Linked DNA regions of Zea mays: regions 1 and 2 are each linked to region 3. A link is a contact called in public Hi-C data. All regions are on one chromosome and are shown on one strand. Each heading gives the region's core, a stretch centred on a gene start, on an enhancer-like site or on the middle of the called end of the contact. The rest is flanking DNA. Distances are from core to core; before and after follow the strand shown. Region 1 has its middle 28 kb from the start of LOC118476950. Region 2 holds the start of LOC103653681 (F-box protein GID2). Region 3 holds the start of LOC103653685.

Region 1 (4,614 bases), core at 1,923-4,422, 380 kb after region 3:
CTGACGGGTGCACCATTAACCCATCTTGTCTGTCCGTATAATCTTTATGCCACCTCATGTGCATAGCGGTCTTCCTCGAGAGAAACAAACGTTTCACTCTAGGAGTGAGAGGCATGTACCGAAGCTGTTTATGTGCAACCTTTGTCACCACCTTCTCCTCATCTTCATTTACAAGCTCCACGTACCTCTACTTCCCACATTTTAAGCATTTCTGCTCTCTGCCATGTTCCTTCCAAAAAAGCATATAGTTGTCCTGGCAAACATCAATCTTCTCATACTCCATACCAAGACCTTCAAGCAATTTCTTGGACTGATACATGTCTTTGGGCATCTTGTGACCCGTAGGAAGAACCTCGCTAATCAAATCCACAAGCTCCTTGTAACAATTAATTGAGAATGCAAACTTGGACTTAATTGACATCAGTTGGGTCACGAATTCGAGGACGGTCATGTCAGTGTGCCCGTGAAGAGGCTCTTCTAACGCTTTGAGGAGGTCGAAGAACTTCTGAACCTCCGGTGTAGGTGAATCATGATGATCTGGGGCCAGTTCAGGCTGCAAATCCTCAAGCATCTGGTCCATCCTATCCACATCTTCACCGTCATCAACTTCTACTTCTGCTGCTCGTTCAAGGCATGACTCCCCGTGGAGATACCAGACCTTATAGCCTGGCACAAAACCATGCGAGCACAGATGTAGTGTGACCTGCCTCTTGGTGTGGCTTGTCCTATTTCTACATTTATTGCATGGACACCTAATATTATCTATTTGTGACAAAGCAGCTGCATGGTCCAGAAACATCTACGTCTTGACAAACCATTCACTTGTGTGACACTCACCCTTCTTTAAACATTCATACATACAATCACGTCTATCACTCATTATTGCGGTTGTGTGTACGAGTAAGAAGTGCGTGTGAGACATTCATGTTTCTACACGTCACACATACATCTGTAGATAAGTAGTACAACTATATATATACATAACACAACTTCATCACAATAACATGATTAATACTTGCATAACATCAAAATTCATTAAATAATAATATTTGCAATAACTAATATTTGTATAACACATCACATTCACCATCAAATTCATTAACTAATAACATCAAACAACACATTTTAGATTTGCAACAAAAAATTAAAAATAGCAACTACAATGTATAAAGTCATATGAAGACTAATAACAATATCAATTAACAAATTTAAACAAAATCTAATCACATAACAGTTAACTCCCGTCGGCCACAAAAAATCGACGAAAATAAAATGTTTTAATATATATATATATATATATATATATATATATATATATATATATATATATATATATATATATATATATATATATATATATATATATATATATATATATATATATATATATATATATATATATATATACCTCGCCTTGCGCGGACGACGGTGGTGGACGACGACTGTAATACCCCAGGTATTTATATTCTGCTCGACAATGAGTATGAATTTAAGCACATAATATCAGTGAATAAAACAGATGCTAAAATTTTAATCATCTCCGCCTATCGTGATTTTAATATCGTATCTGTTTCGTTTGTCGCGAGCGCGACATCATTTTTATTTTTATCTATCCAGGCTCTTCCAAAATTTTCGTGATGTTCGGAACATAGCTGTTTCAAAAATCGGTGCGTCCAGTGATTATTTAAAATTCATCGCTCGCGCGAATACGAATTTGGAAGCTCGATCCACCATTGCGATTCGTGTCCCCAAATAAATTAATTATAATTCGACGCTTAAAATACTTAGTGCAACATAATTAGGATCACGCGTCGTCTAAGTGAAATCGTGCGCGAGGATATGATCCAATTTATCCTTCAGCACATTGTTTTGACGACGAAATCGCGTATGCATTAGCGGATCTGGTTTCTGCTAATTTCAGTCGAATCACGTAGAGCATATTAAAATACCGAATCCGAACTCGTTTCAATCTGGTCCGTTTGCATCGTGGCTGGAATAGTCACGAAAATTATCCAAACGAGATTTGGACAGAACAGTCTAAGCTGTTATTCCTCTGAGTTTCCGTTTCATAATTCGGAAAATAAAATGCGTAGCCGTATAGCGCGTTGACCAATTATATACATCGCTAGAAATCTTGATTCAAAATATCTACGATTTTTTAAAAAAAAGTAAAAAAAAAATCTCAGCCGCCTGGGATTTTTTTTCACCGCGCAGCTTCCATCTCCCTCTTCTCCCGTCGCTATCTCTCTCCCTAGATATTTCTCGCGATGCTTATCTCCTCCCCGCGCGCAGCTGTTCTTCCTCAGCCGCTCCTGCTTTCTTCTCGTAGCTCCATTCCCAGAATTCCATCTTCCTCTAGCGCCGGTCGCTGCTTTCCCCAACCTCCATGGCGTCCCTCCTTGCTCCACTCGGGTCCTCCTTGGTCCGGCCATGGGGCTCGCCCAGCCGCGTGCACAGGACCACGCGAGTGGATCCTCTGCTCGCCATGGTCGCGGCCATCCTGCTCCCTTGCCGGCGTTTCTCCCAGCGTCGCGTCCCCCCTCTTCTCCTTGCTCCAGCTCGGCTCCTTCCCCATCTCCCTGCCATGGTCATGCCTAGGCTCTGCTTAACCTTGATTCCACCTAAGCCCAACGTCCTCTCGGCAACCTGGTGCCTCGCCTCATTTTTTTTCAGCATCGCCGGATCTCGCCGTGCCTATGCCGAGCTCCTCCCCGCCATGGTGGCCGTAACTCTGCTCGTCTTTGCTGCTTCCCGGGACTCGCCTCGGCTCCCTCTGTTAGAGTAGCCATGGACGCCGCTCTTTCTTCCTGCTGTACGCCTGCGACATCTCCAACTCGGCTGGCCGGGCGCCCTGATTTTCTAGCCCAAGCGCCTCTCCCTGGTGCTCGGACTCGCCAGCCGCGGCGCCACTCCTAGCTCTCTGCTCGCTGGACCGCGCCCTGGGTCACCGTCGTGGGCTCAACCTCGTCAAGCCGTTGTCTCGGATGTGCAGGAGTAGTGTAGGTGCTTGCAGTTGGTGGATCCTCGACATCGAGCTGGGGATAGTGAAGACAGTGCTGTTTCGTGCGTCGCTTATCCGATGCTCGACGGAATGCCCAACAGGGAGGTGATAGCTTCGTGTGTCATTGAGTCCGTCGTTTTTTCTCGTCCAGTGCTCGCACGGTCGTGCCCGAACCATACTGTCGTCTCCTAACCGCTTGCCCTTGCCCCCTGCACGTGCTTGTCGCGCTTATCAGCCCCGCGCCGGTCATCGTCGTCGATACTACACTTGCCGGTGGCCGAAGCTCGCGTCCCCCTCTCCCTCCCCGGACTCAGTGTCCGCGCTCTCACTACAGCTTGTGACCTTGCTGTCGCCAGAATCCTTACTGGATTCGTGTCCTCACCAGAGCTCGCGCTAACCTGCTCAACCATACCTCGCTAGCTCGCTCCAGAATCGATCTCGTCGTCGTTTCATGCATCCTCAAGAAATGCCAAGCGTCGGATAAAGATGAAGCGCGATTTGACGCAACACTTACCTTATTTTTCGGTGAAATGCTGAGCTGAAAAGCGTCGTTGATTTCATGGTTTCAAGTCGAATTTAATTGATGGTAAGTTAAATCGGTAACCGTTCTATAGTTCACTATTTTTATTAATTGATTTAGTCGATGGATTGAATAGATATATTAATCGCGAACGATTAAATATCGTATTTAACTCGTAGGCTATACAAGTTAATCCGATAAAATGGCTTAGAAAACTAGTTAAGTTAGTTTTAAGTATGGTTATGGCCGGTTGTGGTTAGCACCATTGACCTGTATTTTATGCGTCTTAATTTACAAAATGGAAACATATGTCTGGTATAATTGGATTGATCTAATGTTGGGGTGTGCTTGTGTGCAATGGTGAATTAATCATATTGTATAATAATTGTCGATGGGTAGGTCAGGTGAGTAGTGCCTTGATAGGTGTATATGTTAAATATAATTAAATAGGTTCCACGTATGTATGAGTAGTGGTCTTAAATATTGGTAAAATGTTTTGTTATAAGTGTTTCATTCTCTTCGATATAGATATCTATCTTATACTTGTGCTCATACATATGCATCGTGCATCTCATGAGGTACGATAAATAATCGCGCGATGTGGAAGACGAGCCAAGTCGACCCCAAGCGCAGGCTACTCCGCATGATGATGCTGATGGACAAACCTGCCTGAACAAGTATCAGAACAAAAGATGGTCGTCAAGCGGATGTCGTCTAACAACACTAACCTAGTGTTATCCAGGCAAGCCCCGGTGCATGCAACCCCTTCCTTGTGTTTTTAAATAATTTTTACACACTTTAAGTCTAGGAAATGTGCATTAGGTTTATAGGAGTTGCTTGGAAACCCTTTGATGCATTGCCTACCTTGATATCCATACCTTTATAGATACTTCTGATGAAGTATCAAAATATGATTTACAAAAATGCTTATCCCTGCTTAGATCTTGTGGATAGAGGTTGTCCTTTGTGTTAATGCCTAGCTTAGGGGTTATCCTGAGTAAGGATGGCTTCTGCCTGCAAAAATATTTTCGTTGGGAGCAATGGTGGGATCTTACTGCAAAGTTCCCTATAATGCTCTTTTCATCCTTAGGAA
Region 2 (4,529 bases), core at 1,209-3,708, 310 kb before region 3:
TTGACACGACTCTAACGTCTGCAGGCTTTGCCATTAATGAGGCAGACAGGTGTGTATATTATCGCTGTGGTGGGGGCGAAGGAGTTATATTGTGCTTATATGTTGATGATATATTGATATTTGGCACAAACATTGATGTGATCAATGAAGTCAAGTCTTTTCTATCAAAGAGTTTTGATATGAAAGATCTGGGAGAAGCTGATGTGATTCTAAACATCAAGTTGATTAAGGCAGATGGTGGGATTACTCTCTCGCAATCTCACTATGTTGAAAAGGTTTTGAAGCGATTTGGCTTCTCTGAGTGCAAACCTTATCCAACACCTTATGATCCCAGTGTGACACTGCGAAAGAACAAGAGAATTGGTTTAGACCAATTGAGATACTCTCAGATTGTCGGTTCACTCATGTATCTTGCTGGTGCAACAAGGCCCGATATCTCGTTTGCTGTGAGCAAATTAAGTAGGTTCATGTCAAACCCCGGGACTGGTCATTGGCATGCACTTGAGCGGGTTATGCGCTACCTGCAAGGTACAATGAGTTATGGAATTCACTATTCTGGTCAGCATGCAGTACTTGAAGGATATAGTGATTCGAACTGGATATCTGATGCAGACGAGCTTTATGCCACCAGTGGTTATGTCTTTACTATTGGTGGAGGTGCGGTATCATGGAGGTCATGCAAGCAGACCATTTTGACGAGGTCAACCATGGAAGCCGAGCTAACTGCACTTGACATAGCAACCGTTGAGGCAGAATGGTTGCGTGAACTCTTGATGGACTTGCCGGTGGTTGAGAAACCAATACCAGCTATCCTTATGAACTGTGACAATCAGACAGTGATTGCTAAAGTGACGAGTTCTAAGGATAATGGAAAGTCATCAAGACATGTCAAAAGACGATTGAAGTCTGTCAGAAAGTTGAGAAACTCCGGAGTTATAAGTGTGACTTATATTTCAACAGATAAAAATCTGGCAGATCCTTTTACCAAGGGACTACCACGTAATGTGATAGAAATCGCATCGAGAGAGATGGGTATGAGACCCGAATAAAGTTGCCATGGTGGAAACCCAGTCTATGTGATCGGAGATCCAGTGAATTAGGTCCTGGGAAGAACAAGCCATTGGTGAACTGAGGAGAGTAACCTTTGACCCTCTCTAAGTAAAGATGCAATACTCTCAAATGCTGTAAGGCAGGTTGACTTTGTGCCTTAATGTGTTCTGTTGGCTTGTATTAGCGAAGATGTTGTCCTGCAGAACATTCTTTGAAAGAACACACCTATATGAGTTAGACTGTCTAACGTCGCAGTCTATGAGATTTGGGTGATCTCTAGTAAACTTATGAAGAGACCTTGGAGTACGACGTATATGCTCCACCCGAGAAGGGGACTACTGGTAGCCAAGTACTGGTCATGACTTCAAGTGAAACTCATTCACGCAAAACTTGCAATTCAAGGCATAGTCCATTGTCCAAGTTGTGGGTTAGTGTAGCTTGGAGTTCTAGGCGGAAGTTCAACTTAACAGTCTCTGCTGAAAAACTAGTATATTAAACAGTAGTGAACAGTGGCGAAAACTGCAGATGGGCATTTGAGATCTGGTGGGGGATTGTTAGGATTTATGGGCTTGGCCCAATTAAGAAATTCAAATAAATCCCAGAAAATCTCAAAAGCCCATACAAGAGGATGGCTAGAGGATATATGGAACCATTAGCACCATATTGCTAGCTCTAGTGGAGTAGAGCTAGCTTAAATATGGAAGCCACACTCACTCACCAAGTCATGGATGAGAGGAGAGAGTGTGGAGAGCCACACGCGCGCGCGCTCGCTCGCTCGCCTCGCCTGGCCGGGCCGGGCGAGGCAAGGCGAGGCGAAGGGCGCGGGCGCACGACATGCGCGTGAATGGTCCGCCGAAATCCGGCCCCTCGCCTTGCGGGGGCGTGGCTACCTTTTGCCGTTTGATTTTTTGGTTTCTTGGCTGTTACGCTTATCCTAACCGATCGCTATAAAATCTCAACTGATTGCGAGATTTTCGTGGGCGGATAAGCACGGGGGTCGCGGACTCGGCCCTATAAAATGAGCCCGGCAGCCAGCCTCCAGATCATCCCAGATCCCAGTTCGCTTTCGCCTCTCTTCATAGCTGAGCCGCCTTTTAGTTCTCTTCGTCCCGACCGCAGAGGTGCATCTGCGATCAGGAGAGCAGGTCTCCGGAACCCTTCGTCTTCTAGATCCTGCACCGGGAGAGGGCGAATAAGGTTTTTGGGAAGCGTCTTCACGCGACTGCTCGTGATCTGCTGACCTCGTCGACTCTGCTGATTTCGCTACTTCGACATCGTCGACCCTGCTGATTCCTGCGCGTGCCATCTATCAGTATGTTTAATCAGTACGCATCTTCTAATTTGGCTTGTTATTTCAGTTCTTCTAATTTGGTCATAATTTATCTTCGGAATTTAAACTGGAATTTGTCTAATTGTTCAACACCTTCTGCGGCCGCCCCTGCGACTGCGAGCTGCGTAGTCCGTCGCCTACCGGCTATCATCAGCACGCACCGCCGCCGCCTCTCATCTCATCGCCGCGCTGCTTCCCCGCCCGCCCCCGGATTGGCGCTGCCGCACCCAGATCTTCCCCACCCAAATCGACTCCGCCATCGTCCGGATCCACGCAGAGCCGTCGCGGATCGACGTGCTGCCGCCACAGATTGCGCGCTGTCGTACGGATCGAGAGACACCCACCGCAAGCCTTCCGCGCTGGCGCCGTTCGGGAAGTAAGGAGGCTACGGAGAGGGCACAAGCTGGGGGGTGTCGAACTCCGTGGAGAACGCGCGGGCGGTGGATGCCTAGCTCTGGTAGTCTGGTGGGAGGGTGAGGAAAATCTAGGTATGGCAAACACCCCCGTTTTTTTTTATCTAGGTGCTTTCCAAAGGAAGTCGCAAAAAAGCATTAAGTATAGATAATAAACTGCACTGCTTCACGCATGTTCATCCACTCGCCGCTCCTCCTCGAAAGCAGTGGCTGACCCACGGGCACGGCTGTCCCGATTCGCCGGCCATGAAGTGCCGCTCTGATTCGTCAGGCGGTGGCGACGACCACCGGGCCCCAGCACCCGCTGCCACGGGCGTCGGTGGTGGCTCGCCCGTGGGCGAACCGAGTAAGAAGCAGCGGACGGAGGAGCCGGTCGCAAGCTCCAGCATGGCGGGCGAGTGCTCGTCTTCGTTCTTGCAGGCTCCACCGCCGCTGGCGGAGCAGTTGCCACAGGACGCAAGAGTGGGCGAGCAGCCGCCGCCAGGTTCGGAGGCCGGAGGTGACGAGCAGGCCAGGGTGCCGGATCTCGGGGAGGACCTGGTGTTCGAGGTGCTGATGCGAGCGGAGGCCCGGACGCTGGCGGCCGCGGCGTGCGTGAGCCGCGGGTGGCGACTGCTGGCGCGGGACGAGCGGCTGTGGGAGGCGGCGTGCGTGCGGGAGTGGGCCTACACTGGATTCTCCGAGCAGATGCTTCGCAGCGTCGTGCTTTCGCTTGGCGGCTTCCGGCGGCTACACGAGATGTACATTCGTCCGGTCCAGCAGCGTGCTGCTGGAGCGCCGCCCGGGCAGCAGAGGCGGCAGTTGCCGGTGAGGATGGGCCGTGACCAGGTCCAAGTCTCACTCTCTCTGCTCTCGACTTCGTTCTTTCTGAAGATGCCTAATGCTCCTCCACCTCCTCCTAAGGACAAGGATAGAGATAGAGATAAGAATGGAGGTGGCCAATGTGGGTGATCGACCTCCCATGCAGCATCACCACATGCTGCTTATGTAATGTCAGGTGATTGGATTGTGGTTCTTCACTGCATTTGTGGGAGTGAAGGTGATAAAATCATTTGGATTGGTGGGCAGAGAAGACTATTCAGATAGGTGCGGTTGTACTGAGTGAGATTGGATGGAATGGAGTGCGATGATGTATTGAATGACTACCAAGTCGCGTGTTGTACCTAAATCGCGCACAATCAGCTAATTTATAAAGTTTCCATGGCATATATGTGAATATATGATGTTCCAAGAGAGATGCATTCATGCATCATGCTCTTCGTGCTGTTGTGCCATGGCATTTTTCAAATCCCCACGTGTCACCTAAGAGAGTGAGGGTGAACCTCTTTTTTGTTTTGTTTGAAATCCCTTTTATACCCATGGAAAGGAAAAGGACTTAGCTGCTTAAGCTTACAATAGCTTAATAAATGTGAGGAATAGCTGAGATGTTGACTTGTGTTACTAAAGTTCAGTTTAGTCCTATGTTTTACTGCATGCTATTCTTAGGTCTGTTAAGCAAATCTGATGCAACTGCTGTGTACTGGTTGATAATGTTTGTTTGGAGGAAATATGGATTTATCAAATTGAAAATTCAAATTTAATGAGGCCATCATGTATGTATGAGGCAGGGGTCTATGGATTCGTGTAATTCATTTCAGTTGGATCTATCGGTTGCCTATCGGTCGCTGTGGTACATTTATTTTTTTCTCTCACATTGTGCCTTCCAAGTTTTGATCTTCTTTCTCAGTCATTTATCC
Region 3 (4,525 bases), core at 1,697-4,196:
AGGGATGCTGATTTAACATTTTTAGTGTTTCATGCAAAGATGGTATAGGATATATGCAATTAATTGCAACGATGTACGATTGCTATTTCCGTATACAGTTATGGTGTCCCTCTCTTTGGATATCGAAGAAGGTCTACCTTGGAGCACTTTCATGGAGTTTGATGGCCACTGTTGCGGATTATAAATATAGCGCAACAATCTATTCTTATTGGATCTCTTGTAGTTGTCGTATCTGATGTTGTAAGCCAGAAAATATTTTCTTAGAATTATCGAATTCTTCACCGTCTTTGGATAGGGCGCCCGAACGAAGGGGCGCCACCTGATCTAGTGAGGGTTAATGTCAATAGGTGTCATGTCTAGAGGTTGCTAACTATTGTTGGTTGATGTCAAGAGATGTCTCTTCTTGGTCTGAGCTCCCTTAGTCTCCCAAGCTGATTCTCCCAATACCATCACGACCAACGTCAGGCCTTTTTGAGCTAAAATGCTGGGAACTGAAATCTCATATATTCCAAGTCTAAAAAGACCATTAGAAGCATCAACATCTAAGAATTAATTTAGCCGATGGGAATTTTCAGTATTCCACTCGTGTTTGAGTCTGTCCATAACTATTGAATAAGAAGTAAAATGTTTTTCAGATACTACACCTAATGTATTTTACGAGTAGATCCAGACTCCAAAGAAATGATTACCCATGCATTATTTGTGCCTTGAGAATTTGAGGATGGGCATTCTCTGTTGAGAGATAAAGCACATATTCAACAAATCCAGAAGATGATGTTCCCGTAGAGACATACACCATCTTGTATGGACATTGCAATGACGCGGAGCATTCATTTTGAAGATCATAAAAGTTACTATTGCACTGGACTACTTTGTTATTTGACAACATACTAGGGATGTAAAATGTAGCCTGAAACTTAAATAGTGAGATAAAAGATAAATTTCAAGAAACATACATGTTGGCAGTTCCAACATAAAAAAATTACTGTCATACATCAATTTCTAGATCAATAGTATAGTACACACACTAACTGTGAGAGAAATAATAGGGAAAAACTGCTATATACTTAGTAAACAAATAATGAATTCCCACCTGCACACATCTGTGTATAGCCTTTAACAATTCACACAGCATACTAGAATGTCCCATTTACTCAATTCTCGTCATTTTGATGTATGTCAGTACATGGCTTATATAAACGTGCCTTCTGGCCTATTCAACTTCTATTTTATGTGTTTAATTATGTTCATTACAGTTGTACAGAAAAAACATGAAATGAAGGCATATAAATGTGTTTTGAGATGAGAGAATTTATCATTAAAGCCTTGTTGTTAGATTGTTTTATTACAAAGTCTGAGCTTAATGTTAAACTAACCATGAACCTCTTTAAAGCTTTCTAGCAGAGAGGCCTTACAATCTGAGGTTGCTAACCTCCTTCGACAAAAGTGCGAGGTGATGCGTCGCTGCTACCACCCCTGATGCCGACATCGCGTCCATGGATTTGACACCACCTCTTGAAAATGGTGCAAAAGAAGACGTGAACGCGCTTGGAATCAAATCGAGAACATGAATTGATTTGAGCATGACAGATTAGACCCGACGAACGTGAATTCGAGTGGGGAACGGGAGGGATTCATCAGGGGACCACCCAAGCACCCCTCCTCTTCCATGGACTTCGAATGCGATCGCAGACCTACTCCACGAACGGGACCATCGCCTCCTCCACCACCGCCACTGAGGCACCGCCCGATGAACAGATCCACGATGCTATCCGATTCGAACGGGCGTGGAGGAAGGCGAGCGTCTCCTACTCTTGCGGGATCTGCAACGCCAACGACTCTGCTAGGGCCACGACGTGCATGCGCCCGTCGGGGCGGAGGCAGCGGGCTTCTCCTTGAGCTGAGCGAGGATATGTGCCAGCGTACCCTTCAGGAAGATGAGCTTGGGGACGGGGTGGCGGAGGCCGACGCGCGTCACCGGAGTCGAAGAAGAAGGACAGCTTGTGCTAGCCACCGAGGTGTCTCGCGTGGAGGCATGGGGTGGCGAGTCGCGTGGCGGGGGAGTAACACGATGGAGAACTGGGGGGTGTGGGGGCATCACAGGGCGATACGACACTGCGACGACTTTATGACATCCTAAGCGGGATTCTCGGTTGGGGGATCATGGAGGTGGTCGGGAGAGGGGGTAGGGGATTGCGGCGAGGACCATGGTTCAGGCTAAGGGGTAGAGGGTAGAGGGCGTGGAAGGGGAGAGCAAAGCGCTGCGCGCACAAAGAAGAAGGGAGACACTGACATGTGAGTCCTATACGTCGTGGGAAGACAGAGGGTGCATGGATGGTCTATATTATAGTATTATAGAGTAGTAGAGATATTATGATATTACTACAAAGTACAAACTATACTATTACCTAGAAATTATAAAAAATACTTTACTTCCAAATAGACCTAGACCCTCATTGGCCGCATTGTGGGACGTGACGAGTACATTTTTTTCTTGAACTTTGTCTTCTCTTGTGTACAGAGAGTGAACAATAAAAGTTTATTTTATTATTTCTATGTCTGGTTTACTATATAAACTTACGAACAGATAGTTTTGAGTAGGGTCGAACCACGTTAGGCTTAGTGGGGCACATGCCCCCACTCAATTCTCTAGTTTCAGTAGACATTTTATCTTATTTAACGTACCTACAAAAATTTAGTAGTTATTATGTTTCTATTTAGGTCTTCACTTAGGTATTAGACCCCTATTCAAATTTTGGGCTGGGTCGGCCCTGGTCTTGAGTCAAGACAACAATTCTTCGTAACCAAAAGGTTCTCCCCGCCATGGCTGAAACAACAATTTCCCGGAACCAAAGGGTTCTCTCCGCCATGGCTGGAACATTAGGGAAGTTGGGCTTCCCACCGCTTCCGCCTAAAAATCGGAAACAGGCCCCTTCCTTCCACTCCAACGGAAGCAAGCAGCCAGCTAAAAGGCTCAAGCGCAGCAGCGGCTGCCGCGACGCGCCCACCTCCCTCTCCAACTTTCCGTTTGCCACACCTCTATTGCAACCGCCACAACCCCTAGCTCCAGCAACAACCAACTCCCTCCTCCCCTAATCTCTTCCCACTCCAAAATGACGGACTGCCAGGTGAAATTCCTCCCCCTGTACCCGCCGCCGCCGCACGCTGTTCGTGCTGATCGGGGGTTTTTCGTGCAGGTGGTGGCCATGAAAAAGGCGTACGCCAGGATCATGCTCAACATGGCGCAGGAGTCGGCGGCGCGGGTGCTGACGGCGGAGCGTCGAGCCGTGGCCCTCGCGGCCAGTCTCGAGGCCGCCAAGGAGGACGGCGTCGCCGCGCTCCTGCGGCTCAAGGCCATCATGGAAGTCAGGGTATGGCTCTTCCTCTCTCTCTCCGCTCGAACCGCTCGCTTTGGCTGGGTGCTTCGTGAATGTTTAGTTTTTTTTGGATTTTGCTGGTGTGCGTACGATACGAGCAGTTTGGATTGGAGCCTGGAGGATGCGAGGTTCTGTGTTTTAGGTGAGGTTTTGGGATTGACTGTATCGGCTGGACTTCGGATTGTGTTTTCTTGTCGCCGGATGATGGTGGTGAAGGCCCGTTTCAAATTTTGAATTTGTGTGACTGGGATTTGGACCTCGTAGCGTAGAGATTTAGTCTTCTCGGTTTGGTGGGGCCGGTTTCTGTTTTAGGGATGATGATGGTGAAGGCCCCGTTCAAATTTCGCATTCGGATGTCTGGGATGTGGAGCTTGTATGATAGGGATTTCGTCCTCTTGATTTTGTGGTCTTATTTGGAGCTCGTAGGATGGGAATTTTGTCTTCTGGATGCTGCGCTTCTTGTCTCTGCTATCGTGATGTTGGTGGTGCAGTTAAAATTTCTCGTTGGAATGGTTGGGGTTTGGAGCTCATAGTATACGGATTGGATTTCGTCCTCAGGATTTTGCACTTATGCATTGCTGTTTGTGCAGTGGTATTGTGCATTGTAGTTTGCGCAGTGGTATTGTTACAACTCAATTTTTTCCAGAGTGAACTGATACATTCTTTTGTGCGTGGGTGGGAGGAAGGTTATTAGGCTTGGAATGACTGATCATGTTTGAAAAACAAAATATCGTGCTTTGTTATTGTTAGTTACACTTCATGTAGTAGCACTACAGATTTGCCACGACTATGGCTGTGCAGTAGACCAGTATCCAAGGTCTAACAGATTAACATGTGTAAAATGGGCAGCTGTATGTGCTTTGTCTTAGTGTTAGCATGTGTGCTTGAGTGCTTCTAAGTTTGCAGGGGCATACTGCACAATCTGTTGATGTTGTTGGAGTCCGCAAGCATCTGAAGGGGTATTGAGATTGTTTTGATTCTGATAACACAAAGGAAGGTGCTGCTGTGGTTGCTGGAAGCTGAGACCACTAAACTCATTAGGACACACTGATTTTAAGTTATTATAGGCTTTTGGTGTGCCATTGCTACTATGCCTTCACTGATTTGTTGCATTTGTCTTGACAATACTCTCTTTTTTTCTTTCCACC

The links. Hi-C and Micro-C count contacts between places; a contact is called where the count stands out from the background.
Region 1: a contact with region 3 is called in a Hi-C map of ear, with 2.8 times the contacts expected there. The contact joins the enhancer-like site here to the promoter of LOC103653685 in region 3. A contact is called at or near these places in 3 of 25 Hi-C or Micro-C datasets (ear, leaf and tassel).
Region 2: a contact with region 3 is called in a Hi-C map of ear, with 2.2 times the contacts expected there. The contact joins the promoter of LOC103653681 here to the promoter of LOC103653685 in region 3. A contact is called at or near these places in 2 of 25 Hi-C or Micro-C datasets (ear and tassel).

The regions. Positions count from the first base shown.
Region 1 is chr4:131,943,054-131,947,667 of Zm-B73-REFERENCE-NAM-5.0, forward strand. No RefSeq gene overlaps it. Among protein-coding and RNA genes, the nearest start is that of LOC118476950, 28 kb to the right of the region's middle. Within about 2 kb of position 3,173, at least 9 of the 20 cell types and tissues checked have an H3K27ac peak or open chromatin away from gene starts, as enhancers often do. A contact at or near this core is called in ear and leaf, where this site is marked.
Region 2 is chr4:131,255,522-131,260,050 of Zm-B73-REFERENCE-NAM-5.0, forward strand. It overlaps LOC103653681 (F-box protein GID2), which reads left to right and starts at 2,459. Exons shown (of 2, transcript XM_020552602.2): 1 at 2,459-2,868; 2 at 2,998-4,058. The coding sequence starts at 3,040. The coding sequence ends at 3,744. It also overlaps the pseudogene LOC103655507.
Region 3 is chr4:131,562,077-131,566,601 of Zm-B73-REFERENCE-NAM-5.0, forward strand. LOC103653685 reads left to right here and starts at 2,947. Exons shown (of 5, transcript XM_008680510.4): 1 at 2,947-3,128; 2 at 3,198-3,371. The coding sequence starts at 3,114.